Linked DNA regions of Mus musculus: regions 1, 2, 3, 4, 5 and 6 are each linked to region 7. A link is a contact called in public promoter capture Hi-C data. All regions are on one chromosome and are shown on one strand. The core of a region is the stretch at or near the end of the contact, and the rest is flanking DNA. Distances in the headings are between cores, read along the strand shown. Region 1 holds the start of Cntd1 (cyclin N-terminal domain containing 1). Region 2 holds the start of Tubg2 (tubulin, gamma 2). Region 3 holds the start of Arl4d (ADP-ribosylation factor-like 4D). Region 4 holds the start of Vps25 (vacuolar protein sorting 25). Region 5 holds the start of Ezh1 (enhancer of zeste 1 polycomb repressive complex 2 subunit). Region 6 holds the start of Rpl27 (ribosomal protein L27). Region 7 holds the start of Rapgefl1 (Rap guanine nucleotide exchange factor (GEF)-like 1).

Evidence for each region. Promoter capture Hi-C pulls out the DNA fragments that hold promoters and counts their contacts.
Region 1: a promoter capture Hi-C map of hippocampal neurons shows a contact between it and region 7, with 7 times the contacts expected there. The contact joins the promoter of Cntd1 here to the promoter of Rapgefl1 in region 7. A contact is called at or near these places in 2 of 39 promoter capture datasets (hippocampal neurons and liver).
Region 2: a contact with region 7 is called in a promoter capture Hi-C map of hippocampal neurons, with 8 times the contacts expected there. The contact joins the promoter of Tubg2 here to the promoter of Rapgefl1 in region 7. A contact is called at or near these places in 2 of 39 promoter capture datasets (hippocampal neurons and liver).
Region 3: a contact with region 7 is called in a promoter capture Hi-C map of hippocampal neurons, with 2.4 times the contacts expected there. The contact joins the promoter of Arl4d here to the promoter of Rapgefl1 in region 7. A contact is called at or near these places in 2 of 39 promoter capture datasets (hippocampal neurons and pre-B cells).
Region 4: a contact with region 7 is called in a promoter capture Hi-C map of hippocampal neurons, with 8 times the contacts expected there. The contact joins the promoter of Vps25 here to the promoter of Rapgefl1 in region 7. A contact is called at or near these places in 2 of 39 promoter capture datasets (hippocampal neurons and pre-B cells).
Region 5: a contact with region 7 is called in a promoter capture Hi-C map of hippocampal neurons, with 5 times the contacts expected there. The contact joins the promoter of Ezh1 here to the promoter of Rapgefl1 in region 7. A contact is called at or near these places in 3 of 39 promoter capture datasets (embryonic stem cells, hippocampal neurons and liver).
Region 6: a promoter capture Hi-C map of stem cell-derived epiblast-like cells shows a contact between it and region 7, with 3 times the contacts expected there. The contact joins the promoter of Rpl27 here to the promoter of Rapgefl1 in region 7.

The regions. Positions count from the first base shown.
Region 1 is chr11:101,277,782-101,280,481 of GRCm38.p6, forward strand. It overlaps Cntd1 (cyclin N-terminal domain containing 1), which reads left to right and starts at 1,422. Exons shown (of 7, transcript NM_026562.2): 1 at 1,422-1,699. The coding sequence starts at 1,525. Coa3 (cytochrome C oxidase assembly factor 3) reads right to left here and starts at 1,167. Exons shown (of 2, transcript NM_026618.2): 1 at 933-1,167; 2 at 189-671. The coding sequence starts at 1,146. The coding sequence ends at 559.
Region 2 is chr11:101,154,484-101,157,183 of GRCm38.p6, forward strand. It overlaps Tubg2 (tubulin, gamma 2), which reads left to right and starts at 1,401. Exons shown (of 11, transcript NM_134028.2): 1 at 1,401-1,685; 2 at 1,965-2,077; 3 at 2,270-2,437. The coding sequence starts at 1,637.
Region 3 is chr11:101,664,120-101,666,819 of GRCm38.p6, forward strand. It overlaps Arl4d (ADP-ribosylation factor-like 4D), which reads left to right and starts at 1,422. Exons shown (of 2, transcript NM_025404.3): 1 at 1,422-1,518; 2 at 2,429-2,700. The coding sequence starts at 2,531.
Region 4 is chr11:101,252,452-101,255,151 of GRCm38.p6, forward strand. Vps25 (vacuolar protein sorting 25) reads left to right here and starts at 1,256. Exons shown (of 6, transcript NM_026776.5): 1 at 1,256-1,356; 2 at 1,580-1,725; 3 at 2,492-2,545. The coding sequence starts at 1,304.
Region 5 is chr11:101,225,206-101,227,905 of GRCm38.p6, forward strand. It overlaps Ezh1 (enhancer of zeste 1 polycomb repressive complex 2 subunit), which reads right to left and starts at 1,258. Exons shown (of 21, transcript NM_007970.3): 1 at 1,191-1,258.
Region 6 is chr11:101,440,796-101,443,495 of GRCm38.p6, forward strand. Rpl27 (ribosomal protein L27) reads left to right here and starts at 1,450. Exons shown (of 5, transcript NM_011289.3): 1 at 1,450-1,661; 2 at 1,928-2,010. The coding sequence starts at 1,930.
Region 7 is chr11:98,835,408-98,838,107 of GRCm38.p6, forward strand. It overlaps Rapgefl1 (Rap guanine nucleotide exchange factor (GEF)-like 1), which reads left to right and starts at 1,378. Exons shown (of 15, transcript NM_001080925.1): 1 at 1,378-2,266. The coding sequence starts at 1,747.

The DNA.
Region 1 (2,700 bases), core at 172-2,671, 2.4 Mb after region 7:
GACCTGGGTCAGTCTCAAACAGTCCAGTAATCTCTCCCTTAAATCAGGTGGAAAGATCTCACGGAAAAAGTAATTCTAGTTAAACATTTACAGCTCCCTGGGGCAATGCCACCGCTGCAGCTAGTGCCAGGGAGCTTTCCAGCGTGAAGTGCCATATGTCTCTCTGCCCCCACACACTAGCTTGGCTTCGGGAGACATGACTCATTTTATTACTTTAACTTGACCCTATCTTTCCCACTTTAAGGTTCCAACGCTGCAGTTAAGCCACACCCTCCCCCTTAAGAGTCGGGGCCCCTGGGAGGTGAAGGGGTAAACCACAAAGTTTGGGTAAAGGCAAGGTTGCATACCTCTCAAACAAGGAAATAAAAAGGGCTGAGTAACTGGACAAACTGCACGTGAAGTGAGCAATCCCCCCCTTGGCAGCGGCCAAATGCATAGTCTCTGGCTTCTTGGGCTCAATCACACAGTCCGACGTTAGTGTGCCAGTGATGCTGTAAGACCACCAGGCATCATTCAACATATACAGGGGATCCAGCAGTTTGAAGATGGTCCATACAGTTAGGGTCCCGAAGCTCGCTCTCTCTCAAGAGCACGGGCTCGGGCAGCTTTGGCTTCATCTTCCAGCTCATCAAGGAAACGCTCTTGGGCCACCGAGTAGAAGGTGTAACCATCTGACGGAGTGGGTTCAGGAAACCACAAAGCACATGGGCATTCCTTTCGTCTAGCCACCCTTGCTGTTTTCCCAAATTAATGATTTTGGATTGCCACCCTTTTGCTCCTTTTGAACCCTTAACCAATTGTTATTACTAAGCCAATACGCGCTGCGTATATATAGTAAGATTAGGCATGAACCTCATTTGCCCGCACATTAAAAGCTACACGTCTTGTTCCCTTTTCCCTAACCCCATATGCGGTATAGCCAGGACGGATACAAATAGCTAACACCAGGGCCCCGATGCCCAGGCCGGTCATGATGTTCCGGGTCCGCCGCTGTGGCAGTGTTTTCTGCCACTGGGCAAGTTGCACCTGCCGCATAAACTGCAACTGCGCTGGGGTCAATTTCTCCCGCGACGGGTCGATGCGCTGAGCGAATGGAGCATTTCCATTCTTAGCATTCAGAGGGTCACCAGCTCCAGGGGCCGCCATGTTGCTGCTCCGCCCTAAGCCGTCAAGCCCGGAACTCGCCAGGAATTGTAGTCTTTGACTTCAGCAAGGAACTCTGGGAGCTGTAGTCCACGTGGAGTTTTCTGGGTAGAGGCAGGGTCTCTCCGCCCTAGAGGAGGGACAGGAAAGGTGAAAAGCGCCCTGCTTTCTGATTGGCTGAGCTCTCTGTGTCAGTTGGGGCGCGAAAAGCTGTTGACCGTTCGAAGCCGTGGTGGACATTATGTTTTTTCTCAGATTCGAAGCGAGGGCAAACATATAGAAAGGGAAGGAAGAATCCAAGGTGTGGCAGAAGATTCTGGAAATAAGCTAAGGAGGCCAGTTTATGGATCCCGTAAACTGTCCAAGTACTCCGAAAGACTTATGAATATGGAAGGACCCTTGAGGCCCAGGCTGGTGAACTGTAGTGACTTTCAGTTCGGAGTGGTTACCACAGAGACTATCGAAAACGCCCTGCTTCACTTGGCCCAGCAGAACGAGCAAGCCGTGAAGGAGGCTGCGGGACGGACGGGCAGCTTCAGGGAGACCCGGATCGTGGGTGTGGATGCAGAGTGGGGAGTCAGGTTTACGGGAGGCAGGGGAGCGTTGATCTTTGTTTTTCACTCAAATATTTTGCTAGTACTCTTGTTGTGCGAGGTCGTGGGGCTTATAAGCGATGAACGAGGCTTACTAGCACTCTTTTTTTTATTTCTTAACCCCCACTTCCCTGCACCACTCCCCACGTGCCTTTTTTTATTTTTATTTTTAAAGACAAAGTCTCACTGTGGAGTCATGACCTGGAACACTCTCTGTAGCTTAGGCTGGCCTGGAATTGACAGATGTTCTGACTCCCAGATGCTGGGATTAAAAGCACACGGCATCATGGGGAGTCCCCCCCCTTTTAAAATTAATGTATGTCTGTATGAGGGTATCCAATCACCTGAAACTGAGGTTATAGACAGCTGTGAGCTGCCATATGGGTGCTGGGAATTGAACCCTGGTCCTCTAGAAGGGTAGCCAGTGCTTCTAACTGCTTGAGCCATCTCTCCACCACCAGCCCCCTTTACTCTTCTTTCCATAAACGTGTTTAGAGTGCTTATCATTTACATTGCCTGGTATAGAAAGAGGGAACTGCAATCTAGCCATTGCTCTCAAACTATGTAGTCTTTAGGTGGGAATTGTTAACATATGAGCAAGTGGATACAAATAACGGTTAGAGTGATTGACACAGAGAATACAAGCTACTATGAGAATTTAAAGGAGTGGTAAGATGAGGTCCAGGGATTGAATGATACCATGAATAAAACTTGGGAAAACAAGAGGGAGGCTGGGAGCGGAGGGTTTAGTTGTCCAGGTTGACCAGAGCATATGGAGAAGCAATAGAGAGTAAGGCCAGGAAAGTAGTTTGGAGACATTCCAAGCAGAGGTCTGAATGTCTGTCAGGGGAGAGAACTTTATACTTGTTTTAGCAGGAAAAAAGAAGAATTGAGAATTATAGGCAGTTGTGAGCCACCTGATGTGGGTGCTGGGAATTGAACCCAGGTTTTCTGGAAGACCTGC
Region 2 (2,700 bases), core at 151-2,650, 2.3 Mb after region 7:
AAGATTTATTTATTCATTATATGTCTTAAGTACACTGTAGCTGTCTTCAGACACACCAGAAGAGGGTGTCAGATCTTGTTATGGATGGTTGTGAGCCACCATGTGGTTGCTGGGATTTGAACTCAGGACCTTCAGAAGAGCAGTCAGTGCTCTTAACCACTGAGCCATCTCTCCAGCCCCTATATTTTCATTTTTATTGGTTATTTTATTGACATTTCAAATGTTATCCCCCCTCCCAGTTTCCCCTCCACAAACTCCCTATCCCCTTTCCTCTTCCCCCTGCCTCTATGAGGGTGCTCCCCCACCCACCTACCCACTCCTGCCTCAGCACTCTGTCATTCCCCTACCCTGGACCATTGAGCCTCCACAGGACCAAGGGGCTCCCCTCCCATTGATGTATAACAAGGCCATCCTCTGCTACATATCCAGCTATGCCATGGGTCCCCCAATGTGTTCTCTTTGGTTAGTGATTTAGTCCTTGGGAGCTTTGGGGGAGGGGGTTCTGTTTGGTTGATACTGTTGTTCTTCCTATGGGGCTGCAAATCCCTTCAGCCTCCTTCAGTCCTTGCCCTGATTTCTCCACTGGGGTCCCCGAACTTAAACCAGTGTCTGGACGTACTTTCTAATTACATTTATTTATTTATTCCTTGCAGGTTTGCATACTCCAAGAGTACGCATATAGAGAGGTCAAAGGATAATCCAGGAGTTCGTTCTTGATTCCTTATTTCCACCATGAGGACCCTGCAATCAAACTCCGATGTGGTCAGGCTTGGCAGTAAGGGCCTTTATGACACCTGCCAGCCTGAGATGACTTATTTTATTACCCAGGGTCTCACTATGTAGCTCCAGCTGGCCTGATATTCACTAAACAGGATGACCTAGAACTCACAGAGATCTGCCTCCCACTGTCTCCCAAGTGCTGGGGATTAAAGGCACGAGCCACCACACCTGGTCCCAGCTGACAAACTTTGTATTTTTCATAGTGTAAGAATATGAAAATAGCTGAACGCTTTTAATCCCAGCACTCGGGAGGCTGAGGTAGGCAGATCTATGAGTTTGAGGCAGTCTGGTCTATAGAGTGAGTTCCAGGACAGACAAGGCTACACAGAGAAACCTGTCTTGAAAAACCAAAAAGAAAAAAAAAAAAAGAATATATGTAAACACACATACATGTACACCCACATATAGTAGCACTTCCCTTGCATGCTCACTTGAAAAGAGTTGGCTTAAATGTAGCCCCTCAATTTAGCATATCCGGCAGGTGTAGGCAGGTGACTCCCACACTTGGTGCATCCACCTGGCCACTTCTCCCTTCCCTCCCCCACACCCCTGGGGATCCTCGGCTGGCCAAATGTTACCGTGCGCAAGCGCACATAGTGACAGGAAGCGTGGCCTCGCTCTGCGCCTGTGCTGAATTCCAGCTGCAATTGCTAAGAGAGAAAATGATGCCCAGGATGGGCTCTGCCGCCCGCCGGCTGCGGAGAGGCCCACACTGCACACGCGCAGACCCAGCGCCCGCGTCAAAACATCAGTCGACAGCGCGTTCCCCATGTCCTGCGCCTCCGGCTGGCAGGAGTTCCTCTCAGTCGTGACCCCCGCCGCCAGGCCGGGGCGGACGAGCTAGGTCTGATCGGCGATGCCCCGGGAGATCATCACCCTGCAGCTGGGCCAGTGCGGCAACCAGAGTGAGCAAGCGACCACGGTGCCCCGCTTCTATCCCTCTGGTTCAATCCCTCAGGCTGCACTCAAGTGCCTGGTACCCATCAATCCCCTTTGTCCTTCCCATGATCCACCTTTTCTATTGCGCATGATGATCCAGGCAAGAGCTGCCTCCTTAGCCCTGGGCTGTGACAACTTCCAGACCCAGGTGTCTTGGGTCACCTTCTGGAATGTAATAGCCTCTGAGCCTGGGCTCCTCAGGCCTTAAAGCTGTAGCAGACTTGGGCCTCTTCCTCCTCCCCCAGTTGGGTTCGAGTTCTGGAAACAGCTGTGTGCTGAACATGGAATCAGCCCCGAGGGCATCGTAGAGGAGTTCGCCACCGAGGGCACTGACCGAAAGGATGTCTTTTTCTACCAGGTGCCCCCCGCCCCTCCCCCCCAGTGACTTGACCAGGACCATGGGGACCTGAAGGGACTGGCAGCGCGATCTGGTGCTGGGAAACTCTCTGAGTGGATGGATGGGAACAGAGTGGCTATCTTAAGGGAGGGCCTGCAGGAGCCAGAGTTGGGAGGCTTCAGGACTTGACCCATCCTGGCTTACCTCTGACAGGCAGATGATGAGCACTACATCCCCCGGGCTGTGCTGCTGGACCTGGAGCCCCGGGTGATCCATTCCATCCTCAACTCCTCCTATGCTAAGCTCTACAACCCGGAGAACATCTACCTGTCGGAGCATGGCGGAGGAGCTGGCAACAACTGGGGCAGAGGATTCTCCCAGGTGTCACTCCTAGAGTTCCTTGGTAATCCTAGCCTAGGATAAGGAAAGGCTCAAGCCAGTCTGGGGATCCGTCCAGGTTAGACTTGCAAGAAATAAAGAGACGGGGGCTGGTGAGATGGCTCAGTGGGTAGGAGCACCCGACTGCTCTTCTGAAGGTCCAGAGTTCAAATCCCAGCAACCACATGGTGGCTCACAACCATCCCTAACAAGATCTGACTCCCTCTTCTGGTGTGTCTGAAGACAGCTACAGTGTATTTACATAT
Region 3 (2,700 bases), core at 172-2,671, 2.8 Mb after region 7:
TAATGCTGGCTGTCTAACGTAAGACTGCCTCGCCCCAGAGTCTCCCCATGAGAAGACTATTGCCAAGCAGTGAGCATCCTGGCACTGAATTCAGACAGATCTTGCTCAGCCACATATGACCTAAATGTGATCATAACTAAGTCTTTTATCCATCTGCAGCTTTCTGTACCTGTAAGAAACAGACAACAGTCCCTAACATGCTACTGTGAGGTAATGGGGTCCTCCATGCTCTATATGCAGGAAGCTGAGGCCCAAAGATTGTTAGGATGTCCAGGATAGCCTGAGCTACATAATGAGATTCCTATCTCAAAACACACACACAAAAAAACCAAATATAGCTGGATATGATGGCTCATGCCTTTAATCCTTTTTTTTCCTTTTTTTTTCCCGAGATGGTTTCTCTGTGTGGCCCTGGCTGTACTGGAACTCACTCTGTAGATCAGGATGGCCTCGAACACAGAAATCTGCCTGCCACTGCCTCCCAAGATTAAAGGCATGCACTACCACTGCCTGGTTTCATGCCTTTAATCTTAAAGGCAGAGGCAGGTGGATTATTTTGTGTATGAGGCCACCCTAGTCTACATAGTGAGTTCCAGGATAGCTAGGGTTATATAGAAAGACCCTGTCTCAAAAAATACTCCCCCCACCCCCTTATCCCTTGAAGCAATGGCTCAGTGGTTAAGAGCACTTATTACTCTTCCAGCGGACCCAGGTTCGGTTCCCAGCACCCATATGAGGCAGTCACCACTGTCTCTAATTCTGGTTCCAGGAGATCTGACATTTCCTACTGAACACATGGGCATATACTGACCCACTGGCTTAACTGACACTGAGCACTGCTGCCCTTGCAGAGGTCCTGAATCCATTTCCCAGCAACCACATGGTGGCTCACAACCATCTGTAAGGGGATCCGATGCCCTCTTCTGGTGTGTCAGCGTCCCCGTACTCCTATATACATTAAATGGGCTTAGTATTATGAATCAGCTGTATCAGAGCTCCAGGTAAATACTGCTTTGCAAACTAGATGAAGACAGTGACTTGAATGAGTACTACTGAATGAGGTAAGATACGAAAACATGTCAGAATCTCTTCGAGCAGATCTTTAGGTGGAAGGAAAGTATGGGGGGGGGGCAGCCGGATTGAGGGCAAGTGGATGGGGTAGTGTCATTATTAGACATTCCGTTCCATGCTCTCGTCAGGCGCAGCCACGCCTGTTCCTTTAGTCTGTCCCACCTCCCAGCCCTAATGAGTTCCAGGCTCTGTTCCAAATACTGAATAAGGTAGAAAAGATTAAAATAAAGCGGTTCCGGATAGAACGAGCTCTCCATTTCCAGGCTGGGGCTGCAGAGGCTGGCTCAGTCCCCGCCTCCGGGACGCTGATTGGGCCGCGTCGTGTGACGTCACGAGAGGGTTTTTAACGAGGAACCGGAGCAGCGGCACTGCAAAGTCCGCTGTGGCTGAGACGCGACGAGTCGGTGTCTGGTTGGCGTGGCTCGCGGAGAGTGCGGCTGGCTGAAGGTAAAGGAGGGTGTCTGGACCATGCAAAGGCGCCGGCTTGCGGGGCTTAGGGGAGCGGGCGTCGACCGCTGGCTGGAGAGTTGCAGGGCCGTGTGGTGGTGGTCAAAGCGCCCGCAGGGGCGTGCCACCGTTGTGGGTATGCGGTGCTTGTGGGAGCCCGACCCACATCGGTGCTCTTACTTTGGGCACACTGCCCGACCGCCTCCTTCATGCGAGATTTCTCCTCTGGGGAGTGGAGAGCACAGCTTCTGCTTTCTCTCAATCTCGGAGAGGGGTGCAGGGAAACGACCTTACTTCGGATCTTGCCTGCAAGATCCGCACCCTCGAAGATCCTAGTGCCCGAGAGTTTCTCTGACCTCAGGGCCTCTCCTAGGAGTCCCTGGGACAGGAGCACGCCTTGTTACACCTGTAGCTACTTTTTTTATTTTTTATTTTTAAGAAGAGGGGAAGGAGAAAGGCATTGGAGATGGTTTAAAAGCGCCTACCCTAAAACATGAGGACCCTAATTGGTTCCTGAGACCCACATACTCTTGTAAGTTGTCCTGACTTTAACACTCAAGCTGTGAGTGGCTTACACACACGCACAAAATATTTTTTCTTTACTTTGGAAAAAGAGGCACTTAAAAATCTTTTTTTTTTTCTTTTTTGTTTTTCTAGACAGGGTTTCTCTGTGTAGCCCTGGCTGTCCTGGAACTCACTCTGTAGACCAGGCTGGCCTCGAACTCAGAAATCCACCTGCCTCTGCCTCCCAAGTGCTGGGATTAAAGGTGTGCTCCACCACTGCTGGGGCAAACCTTGTTTTAATAAAAGGAATATTTAGAAGGGTAGGGTGCAGGTTTAGGGGAAGGACCCAAAAGTTGCAAATTCGTTTATTCTAAACCTTTCTCGTTTCTTTTTTGGCCTTGTTTAGACACCCCAGCTTGTGCTACCTGCCGTTTTAAGGTCTCCTCTTCTTGGCCTCTGCTGGAGTCCCAGACCTACTCCTGAGGTCCACCCTGCACCCTAGCTCACCATGGGGAACCACTTGACTGAAATGGCCCCTACAGCCTCGTCCTTTCTGCCGCACTTCCAGGCCCTGCATGTCGTCGTCATTGGGTTGGATTCCGCGGGGAAGACTTCCCTTCTTTACCGTCTCAAGTTCAAGGAGTTTGTCCAGAGCGTCCCCACCAAGGGCTTTAATAC
Region 4 (2,700 bases), core at 6-2,505, 2.4 Mb after region 7:
GTGAGCCACCATGTGGCTGCTGGGATTTGAACTCAGGACCTTCAGAAGAGCAGTCAGTGCTCTTTACCTGCTGAGCCATCTCACCAGCCCTAACATTACTTTTAAATAGAAATAAAGTGAGCTACACAGAAAGGGAGGGAGGCATGATGATAGTGATATCCGGAAAGAAATTGAAAAATTGAGGCAACACGTTACTTGTAAAGGAAGAATGGCAGTTTTGAGTTCAAAAGGCAAAGGAAGAAAAAATGGGGAGGAGCTTTGGAGCTATGAATTAAACATTGTGACAGAGAGAGATTAAGGGATTCTCACAATAATTCTTCAGGGAACAGAAAGATAGACACAGGCGGACTATTTTGAATGAGGATAACAGGGAATCAATGAAAACAGCCCAGCTTCTTCTCGCTCTTTAAAGGTGAGCATCTCCTAGCAGCCCAAGGTCAGCCTTCTTTTCAATACACCTTTTGTTTAGTGCTCTTATCCCTTAAATGGGTTCATATTGCATGTCAGGTCAGAAGACTCCCAAACTTGTATTTCTAGATCCAACAAGGCTCCCCTGAGAGTCCAGTAGTGAGATTAGTCAGCGAGCCCGGGACTCAGTAAACATGTTCTGGTTGGTCTTCAGCAATTTTCCACAGCTCAGCAGTGGAAGTACTGTTGGGAGAATGGAAACAGTAATTCTGGTTTGGGAACTGACCCGTAGTTTAGGCAGGCAAAGGGACAGATCTGACTAGTGTAGGCTGGGTATGAGTCAGATGAAGCCAAAGGGATTCCAAGTCTGGGGTCTAGAAAGGAAGAGGTTAAGAGCTAAACGTTAGTTTTGATTCTTTGAAAAAAGCAATAAGTTTTGATTCTTTGAAAATCGCGTATAGCGATGCAAACCACACAATATGCTCCCATGATCCTACAGGAAATTTAAGAGTGAAGTCAACCTGGGTGGGAATGCAGGAAATTTCGGCATCATGAGTTTAAATTGGCAACCGACACGAAGGTGAAGCCTCCAGATGTGGATTCTAACTTGCGTTCGGCTGACCTCGCAATTTGCAGAGGGAAACTACGTGTCGTCGTCCCCCCCCCCCCCCCCCGCCCCCGTTTCCCTCTGTTTAAGCGACAAGACCCAGAACTCCTGCGCTTCATGTTGAAGTTTTTCTTTAGACAGCAGCAGATTGGTGACAAGAACCGTTCCCATCCCACTGCGGCGCCTCCCGAGAGGAGTCCGGAACCTTTCTGCTGTGCTGTCAGCCCGGACATGCTGAGGCGGAGACCGGAAGCCCCTTGTCGGTTCCGGGTTTTCTGGGCTACTACGATGGCGATGAGTTTCGAGTGGCCGTGGCAGTACCGCTTCCCGCCCTTCTTTACGTGAGGCTCAGACCCTGAGAAGCCCAGTGTAGCTCCCTCCCGTCCCCGGGGCCCAGGGCTCAGCCCTGATGATTCACTTGGGGTTCCGGGGGAGACGGGAGCTGCCGGCCGCCTTCCTGTCCAGCCAGCCCGTCACTGTCTCCCCCTAACGTGCTGCTAGGCTGGTGCTGCTGCCGCCCTCTTCCACGCTTTAATTCCTCGTCCTGCTCCCTTCGCCCGGCAGGTTACAGCCGAACGTGGACACCCGGCAGAAGCAGCTGGCCGCCTGGTGCTCTCTGGTTCTGTCCTTCTGCCGCCTGCACAAACAGTCCAGCATGACGGTGATGGAAGCCCAGGAGAGCCCGCTTTTCAACAACGTCAAGCTACAGCGTATCCTCCCTCAGGCTCTTCCATAGCCCACCCCCAGCCCCCACACACACGCACTCCCACACTTTTCTACATGCCCAGACTGCATCTCCCCACCTCCCTTTACCCACAGTAGGCAGGCTTCTATTCAACCTGGACTTGGGAAACAGCAAAACTAAATGGCAGATAATCATTTTATATGCACTTTTGCAGGCAGTGCAAGCTCCCTTTACCCTAGTTAATGAGTGCTGGGGTCTTTAAGTCCCAAGCTTTACACACTGGACCCTTTAAAACTATTTGAATCTCCTCTCTGTGAGCCTCAAATCCCAAACCATCTTTAATAATTTTTTTGACTTGCCCCACCTCTCCCAGGAAGTGAGGGTCATTTATTTTTGCTCTCTGATTCATAGGTAAAATTTGTGGAGAAAAAGGCACAGAGAATGAAGTAAAGGGTAACACCCTTTATTTTCTAAAACTCTTGCCTTTTATTTGAGACCTGATCTCTATAGCCCAGCCCAGCCTTGGACTGGTGATTCTCCTGTGTCCATCCCATAAGAGCTGGTATTACAGGCCTGTAACACACTTTGCTAGTTCTTCCTTCTAACTGGAAGTTTCTTTTTACCTCCTTTTCCAGAATATTGAGGAAATGCAAACATATCTTCTTCAAAAATTGCATGTATGTATGGCAGGGAAAGGAGGGGGCTAGATCATTCTTTATCGTGGGCCGAACTCCGAAAATGTTTTATTTAACCTAATTTACATGTAGGCCATTCCCTTAACCTTAAGCCAGGGAAACTTCCTGTGGAGTCAATTCAGATTGTATTAGAAGAACTGAGAAAGAAAGGTGGGTTCAGTTCTCAGATACCTGTTGGTTTGTTTGTCTGTTTAAAGATATATTTATTTATTTCATGTATATGAGTACACCATTGCTCTCTTAAGACACACCAGAAGAGGGCATCAGATCTCATTACAGATGGTTGTGAGCCACCATGTGGTTGC
Region 5 (2,700 bases), core at 8-2,507, 2.4 Mb after region 7:
GGCATAGGTTCCATACTTTGGCTAATCAGTTTACCCACACCTCCAACACTAACCTCCATCTAATCTATTTCCATTCTCTTCCTTGTGCCCCACCACCTACATCATCTCAGTGGTCACTTTGACCAAAGTAAGCTCGTCCCACATGGTGAAAAGCCTGCTCAGCGGTTAAGAACACTTGTTGCTCTTGCAAACAACAAGGACTGGCTCAGTTCCCTGCTCCCACATGGTGGTATGTAAGCATCCTTAACTCTAGTACCAAGGGATTCGATGTCCCTGGAACCATCCATACATAGAGTGCACACACATTAAAAACAAACAAACAAACAACAACAACAACAACAAAAACCCAAACAACTAAATCTTAACAATTCTCGCCAGGCGTGGTGGTGCACTCCTTTAATCCCAGCACTGGGAGTCAGAGGCAGGCGGATTTCTGAGTTCGAGGCCAGCCTGGTCTACAGAGTGAGTTCCAGGACAGTCAGGCTACACAGAGAAACCCTGTCTCGAAACACGCCCCCAAAAAAAATTCTCTTAAAGCTTTGTCTCACATCTACTTCCTGACAAGTTATGTCCCAAATATAGCACCTTCCCTTTTACTTCGGGATGCGTTCATTTACATATCGTTTCTGGGAATTCTGGGGACGGGAGAGACAGTCACAGTTTGAAGACAAATCCTCACTCAAACCCGGAACTAAAGTGAGGCGAGTTAGACCAGCGACAAGGTCCGGGAGCAAAATGTTGAGGAGGTGCCGCGCGACCCCGGGAATCTCGACCCTGACACTTGGGCGTCTTAAGAACCTCTCACACTTGGCGGGCATCTCGGCCTGGCCACCCCTTCCTCAACATCACTCAAAGCCTCTGCGAGCCCGAGCCACCCGGGCCTCTGGCCCTCCCGCTTACAAGAGTCAGGGTCCCCTGGCAGACGCCAAGGCCCACCCACGTTGGCACGGGCCACCAGCCGGGTCCGCCCCCGCCGCGCCCCCTCCGCCACGCGGCCCCCCGCAGCTCGCACGCGCTGTCGCCCCGGGTCCCACCACACTCGGGACGACAGGCTTCGCGCTACCCCGGGTCAGGCAATGGTGTGGCCCTCAGTTTCCTCATTTCTTCGCCTCCCCAGCCCTGAGGTTCAAGCGTCACGCCAAGCCCAGGCCCGGCCCCACCGCCCAGCCCCGTCTTGTTTACTCACTCACCCTCCATCCTGAGACGCAGCCACCCGCCACTAGGACGCCTGCGCGCTACGGCCACGCCCCTGCGCCGCGGCCACGCCCCGCGCCTCCCCTCCGTGCGCGTGCGCACTCTGAGGGTGGATCACCTGGGCTGCGGTCTTCGCAGGTGTGTGTTTTCGCTAAGGTGATGTAGCTCTAGTCCGACACTTTCCTAGGTGGCGCTGTCAGAGAAAAGTCATCCTGGAGCCACAGATCTCTTCTTGAAGACTTTATTCAGCAGCGCACCATTGCCAACCGTGTTTAGACAACTTACAAGTCAAATTTTGGAAGACAGCCTGCCTCTGCCTCCCAAGTGCTGGGATCAAAGGTGTGCGCCACCACGCCCGGCTTGAGAATATTGTTTTAATATTTATTTATTTATTTATTATATGTAAGTACACTGTAGCTGTCTTCAGACACCCCAGAAGAGGGCATCAGATATCATTACGGATGGTTGTGAGCCATCATGTGGTTGCTGGGATTTGAACTCACGACCTTCAGAAAAGCAGTCGGCGCTCTTAACCGCTGAGCCATCTCTCCAGCCCTCGAGAATATTTTTTAAACCTCTCCACAAGATACTTAATATTACAAAAAGGGAATAGTAACTATAGAGGCAAGAAATATCCATCATCAGAAACGAACAGGTTCTTTTTTTCAAAATATTTTATTATTTATTTATTTGCGTATGTGTGTTTTAATACATGCTATGGTGGTTTTTGGTTTTGGTTTTTTGTTTTTTTGGGGGGGGTGGTTTTTCGTTTTCGTTTTGTTTTTGTTTTTTTCGAGACAGGGTTTCTCTGTGTAGCACTGGCTGTCCTGGAACTCATTTTGTAGACCAGGCTGGCCTCAAACTCGGAAATCTGCCTGCCTCTGCCTCCCAAGTGCTGGGATTAAAGGCATGCACCACCACTCCCCGGACTTTTAGTTATTTTTTAACGATGCATTTGTTTGTTTTAGTGTGTGTGTGTGTGTGTGTGTGTGTGTGTGTGTGTGTGCCTGGGTGTATGTATCTGTACCATGTGTTTGTGGGCATACTTGGAGGCCAAAAGAGGCCATCAGATCCCCTGGGACTGGAGTTGCTAACCGTAGTGAGGTACCATGTAGGTGCTGAAGATCAAATCTTGGTCCTTTTTAAAGTCGCCTTTGTTCTTATCCACTGTACCATCTCTCCAGCCTCCACTATTCTTTTCCTTTTATCAAAAACTTTGGAGGTAGGTATAGTGGTGGCACACATCTTTAATCCCAGCACTTTGGAGGCAGAGGCAGAGGCAGGTGTCTGCAGAAAAGGGACTGAGGTGCATATTTTACATATCAAAGTGGACCTGGCCTCCAAGTTCTCCCAGCAACCCTTCAGTTCCTACCTGGCATACCCTGCCCCCAACCCTGAACTTTCCAGCCCAGGGGCTGGGCTGCTGTTTCTCCAGAGAGGTTCTTCCCTGTATAATCCAGACATTTCTCATGCTGGCGCTATCCGGCTCTGCTCGCGCGCTCAATC
Region 6 (2,700 bases), core at 200-2,699, 2.6 Mb after region 7:
TGGGCATCATATTCTCACACATACCCACATATCAACATACACATAACTGAAAATAAGTCCTTTAAAATGAACTGAAAAGGGGGCTGGTGAGATGGCTCAGTGGGTAAGAGCACCCGACTGCTCTTCCGAAGGTCCAGAGTTCAAATCCCAGCAACCACATGGTGGCTCACAACCATCTGTAACAAGATCTGACTCCCTCTTCTGGTGTGTCTGAAGACAGCTACAGTGTACTTACATAAAATAATAAATAAATCTTTAAAAAAAAAAAAAATGAACTGAAAAATATTGAAGTAATAATAAATAGGGGCTGGAGAGATGATGGTACTTAGAGCAGTTTCTGCTCTTGCAGAAGATCTGCAGAGAACCCAGGCTCAATTCCCAGCACCCACACAGTGACTCACAATCATCTGTAAAACCAGTTCCAGGGCATCCAACATTTTCCTCTGACCTCCTTGGAGAATAGACACTCATCTTGGTGCATATACATACATGCAGGCAAAAAAGCAAAATACTCATACAAAAAAATAAAAATAAATCTATCGAGGCCAGCCTGGTCTACAGAGTGAGTTCCAGGACAGCCAGGGCTACACAAAGAAACCCTGTCTCAAAAAAAAAACCAAACCAAACAAAACAAAACAAAATCTAAATCTCAACATATATGTGTGTATATATATATATATATATATATATATATATATATATACAAATATATAATATATATTTTAATTTAAAAATATATTTTAAAAGCTAGGAGTACCACATGCTTATTGTAGTCAATATCTGACATCATCGGGTTGAATGTTGGAGATAAGGATACTGTCTGATCTTTTCCATTTTTCATTTTTCATCTAACTGTGCGCGAGGAGGTCATTTTGTTTCTTTTTTTTTTTTTTTTTTTTTTTTTGGTTTTTCGAGACAGGGTTTCTCTTTATAGCCCTGGCTGTCCTGGAACTCACTTTGTAGACCTGGCTGGCCTCGAACTCAGAAATCCGCCTGCCTCTGCCTCCCAAGTGCTGGGATTAAAGGCGTGCGCCACCACGCCCGGCTGTCATTTTGTTTCTTATGGATAATAATTTTAAATTATTTAAATTAAAATAAATTGTAATTTATTTACCTATGGAAGACAGAGTCTATGTAACCTACGTTGGACTAGAACTGGAACTCTTGTCTCAGCCCCTCAAACGATGGGATTACAGGTTTATGCAGCACACACACACACAAACACACCCCCGCCCACCACTGACACACACACACACACCCACACCCCCCCACACACACACCCCCGCAAAGCCCGGTCTTACAAAGCAAAACTGTGAATTTCAGACTCTGTCCTCCTCCTAGTGGCAGAGTAGGGGACTACAGCAATGAAGGGGACAGAACAGAGCTCACATTCAGGTGTCATCCTCGCTCCTCCCTCCACACGCCGGAACCGGAACGCTCTGTTCCTGTCTGCTGCTCGTGCTGCTAATAAAGCTTGGTTCAAAAACGCAGTGCCCGACCCTCCCTGACGAGCTCCTTCCGCCAACAACTTTGACCACCAACCGTGGGGCATGGCTGGGCCTGGGAGGCGGGACAGGAAGTGAAGCCACCTCTCCGTAAGGTGAAAGGTTAGCGGAAGTGCCCTCCTTTCCTTTCTGCTGGGTGCCGGCTGCCTGCTGTCGGTGAGTAAAGGCCTGGAGAGGGTCTTGCAATCCGCCGCCATCGCGGTCCCGGGGTCGGGTTGCTGGGCTCATTCGGACTCTGAGCCTCTGGCGGCTTCACGGGGAGTCGCATCCCTCGAGCAGGACCTCCGGGCCGCGTGGCGGAGTCGGCAGCGGGTGATCTAAAGTCGCGGGCCTACGACCGGGGCTCGCAGGTAGACGTCGGCTCCGGGGCCTTCCGCTTTACACACTTGTGAGCGGCTCCTTCCTTGTCTTTGTCTCTGCAGAGATGGGCAAGTTCATGAAACCCGGGAAAGTGGTGCTGGTCCTGGCCGGACGCTACTCCGGACGCAAAGCCGTCATCGTGAAGGTACCAGACCCCCGGGGCTCTTGAGACTGCTTGCATGTGCGGATTTCGGCTGCTGGATAAGATGAGCCGGATGGGAATTTAAGATCTGTCCTAACAATAGGCACTGGCGAATGCATAATGGGTAGTAATGGTGGCCACTGTGTATTGTACATATTACAGCTGTGGTGTATAGTTCTTGCAGTAACTTAATTTCCGGCACTAAGGTTTCGAGGTGTTAAGTTACTTAAGGTCAAAGTAATGGGTGCTGCAGGCAGCTGAGAGGATGTAGGATGGGAGACACTACTTACACTTAGAGAGCATCCCCTGGGTGTGTTTGAGCGTTTTGCTACTTGCCTCTTACCAGTTTTATAAACCCTTGTGGTCCTAGCCACAAGACCACTGGCCTCTCCAGCTTCCTGCTCCTGTCATTTAGCTAGAACCGGTTAGTTAGGCTGCCCGCTTTGCAGTCTGGGCTTTAACCTTAACTAGCTTCATGGGGGAAGGTGTTAGGGGTCACTTTGAGTGTTAGCCTTGATGGACTTCTAAATCTCCTTGTGACAGGAGTCAACACTGGCTAACTCAGAGTTACTGTCCTGTTGACTCTTAGCATTAAAGGAGTAATCTAGAGATGTGGAGGGTGTATTCAGTAAACATAGTTTTACTAAGATGGGGCCGAAGCAGTAACGTGACTTTTCTTTTTCCCTTTTCTCG
Region 7 (2,700 bases), core at 128-2,627:
TCCCTTTTTATTTCCAGCTCCCACACCCTTCACACTCCCCAATTTTTCACCCTTCCTAACCGACAATCCCAAATCCTGCCCAGAGAAGAGGTTACCAAGGCAACCGGCTTAATCTGGTAACTGTGGCATGTGCAGAAGAGAAGCCCTCCCCTCTTCTTGGTTCCTAAAAGGTTACCTGGGGAGCTCTAAGCCACTCTGGCCAGTTCCTACTTCCAACCTTAAGAGAGGCCGAGTGTCCAATTAAGGCTGTCCAGGAAACCAATGCTCAGATCCAGCTTCATAGCAAAATCGGAGCTTTTTTTTTTCTTTTTCTTTTTCTTTTTCTTTTTTTTTTTTTTTTTGTTCCCTCTCCAAATCCCCAGATGGGTGTGCAGAGCTTTATTTCTGTGAACACATGCTCTAGCACACATGGAACTGAGTTTGCACCGACAGCAACACAAGTGTAGTACACACCCTGTCAGTTTCACCACTCCCAGCTCTTAGCATTCCTGTCCATCCATGCCTTGCTGAGGCACAGTAAACAGGGGTGGGACTTTGCCCAAGGAACACCAGCCCACCAGGAACCCGGTGCCACTCCTTCACCATGTATACCAAGCCTGGATGTGTTCACACTGTCTCTACAGCCCCATCCTAGTGGAGTGTACCCTGGGAGACAGAATGCTCTGGCGTAGCCACCAGGAGTAAGGGCAATATTTCTCCCATTCTATGGCTATATACACTAATGTGCTAGGTGATGGATGATAGTTGGCAGTTTGGGGACTTACACATCTCTTCAGTCTTGCTTCCCTTCGCTACCACCTGGGCTAAGATGCCCTTGTGCTTTTGGTCGTCTCTTTCAGTCTACTATCTCTTTTCACCCCAATTAGACCTGCCACAACCTGCTGGCCTCTGCCTGGCTCTTTCCTACTTGCCAGTACTTGCCTTACAGGGCGGCCCTGCACCACCCCCTAAACCCTATCAGAAAGGAATATGGGTACCGCCCCCAGTGCCAATACCAGTTTACCCAAGACGCCGTCCCAGCCCTTCTCAACAGGTGGAAGATAATGACCAAATAAAATTGTGGGAAAGATGCAAAGAGTTCAGCAGTCTTTATAAGCCTCACCTGTGCACAGGTAGGCGTGCCAAGGTCAAACATATGCCCTGGTTATTTGAAATGCTCAAAAGAGACCCGGTAATCAAGAGCCAGGAGTCCTCTGCTTTGGTAGATCTCTCCCTCGCCTTTGCCCTTCTGCGACTGTCAGAAACCCAAGTCCTAATTTTCCTCGCGGTCAGCGCCAGAGCCCAAGTTCAAGCCTCGCGCGGCCGGGCGGGGGCGGGCCTAAGCAGGGTAGGGGCGGGGACTGGAGGAGGGGGCGCGGTCTCAATTCTGCCACCTTCCCCGGGGCCAGGAGCGCAGCCGCCGCCGCGTCCTCAGCCTTGCGCTCCGCCCGCTGCCTCTGTCGCCTCAGCCCGGCCCCGGAGCGCTGAGACGGGGACACCAGCCCCTCAGCCTGCCAACCCTTCGGCCGCAGCCGGCATGGGGGGCCGCTGAGAGCGAGCTCCTCTTCCCTCTGGCACCTCCCCCGGCCACTGGCCACTGGACTCTGGCCAGCGAGGCTCGGCCACCTCTCGCTCGCAGTCCGACGCCTGGCACGGCCCTCGGCTCTGCTCCCCCGGCTCTGAGCATCGTGTCCCCGCCTCCCCCCGCCCGCGCCTGGGACACCTGGGTCCCCCGGCGGCCCCTAAGAGAGGGGCGGGGGGGGGGGCATGAAGCCACTGGAGAAATTTTTGAAGAAGCAGACGTCTCAGCTGGCGGGGCGAGCGGTGACTGGAGGTCCCGGCGGGGGTCCGGGTTGCTGCGGAGGGCCTGGAGGGGGTGGGGGCCCTGGTGGGGGCGGCGGTCCGGCCGGGGGACTGCGGCCACTGCAGCGGCGTCAGAGCGTGTCTCGCCTGCTGCTCCCAGCTTTCCTCCGAGAGCCCCCAACCGAGCCCGGGCTGGAGCCGCCCGTTGAGGAGGAAGGGGGAGAGCCATTAGGGGTCTCTGAGGAGCCGGGCAGTGGGGGGCCCTGTTGGCTGCAGCTAGAGGAGGTTCCCGGGCCTGGGCCGATAGGATCTGGGGTGCCCCTGCGCTCTCCTTCCTCGTACTCCTCAGATGAGCTATCCCCCGGCGAACCCCTGGCTTCACCACCCTGGGCCCCCCTGGGCGCCCCCGAGCGGCCAGAGCATCTTCTGAACCGGGTTCTGGAGCGCCTGGCTGGAGGGACCACCAGGGACAGCAGCGCCTCAGGTAAGCCTGCTCATCCATCCCAGAGCAAGAGAGCACGGGGTTGGGGGTGGGAGGTGAGGGATTGGCCCGGGGGATGCTCCCTGATTGTTTTTTCTTGTCCTCAGTGTTGGTGTAGAGGATGAGGGGAAGCCCGAAGTAATGTAGGGGAAGGGGCATGGTAATGCGCACCCACCTTCCTCCCCACATTAGCTTCATTCTAGGGGAAGAAGGGAAACCATCTCTCTCCTTCAACTACCCTCCCTCTCTCTCGGCTATTTAAGCCAGTCTCCCACGAGCCCTTGATACTGCCTACCTCCTCCCACGCCCCTAAATTAGGGCCTGACACCCTAAGGTGGACGCTTTCCCGCTGAGGTTGTACGCTGCCCTCCAGACCATAGCTGAGGCCTGAAAACCGCTGACAGGAGTCCCTGGCTGTGTAGGAGCGCCTCACTTGG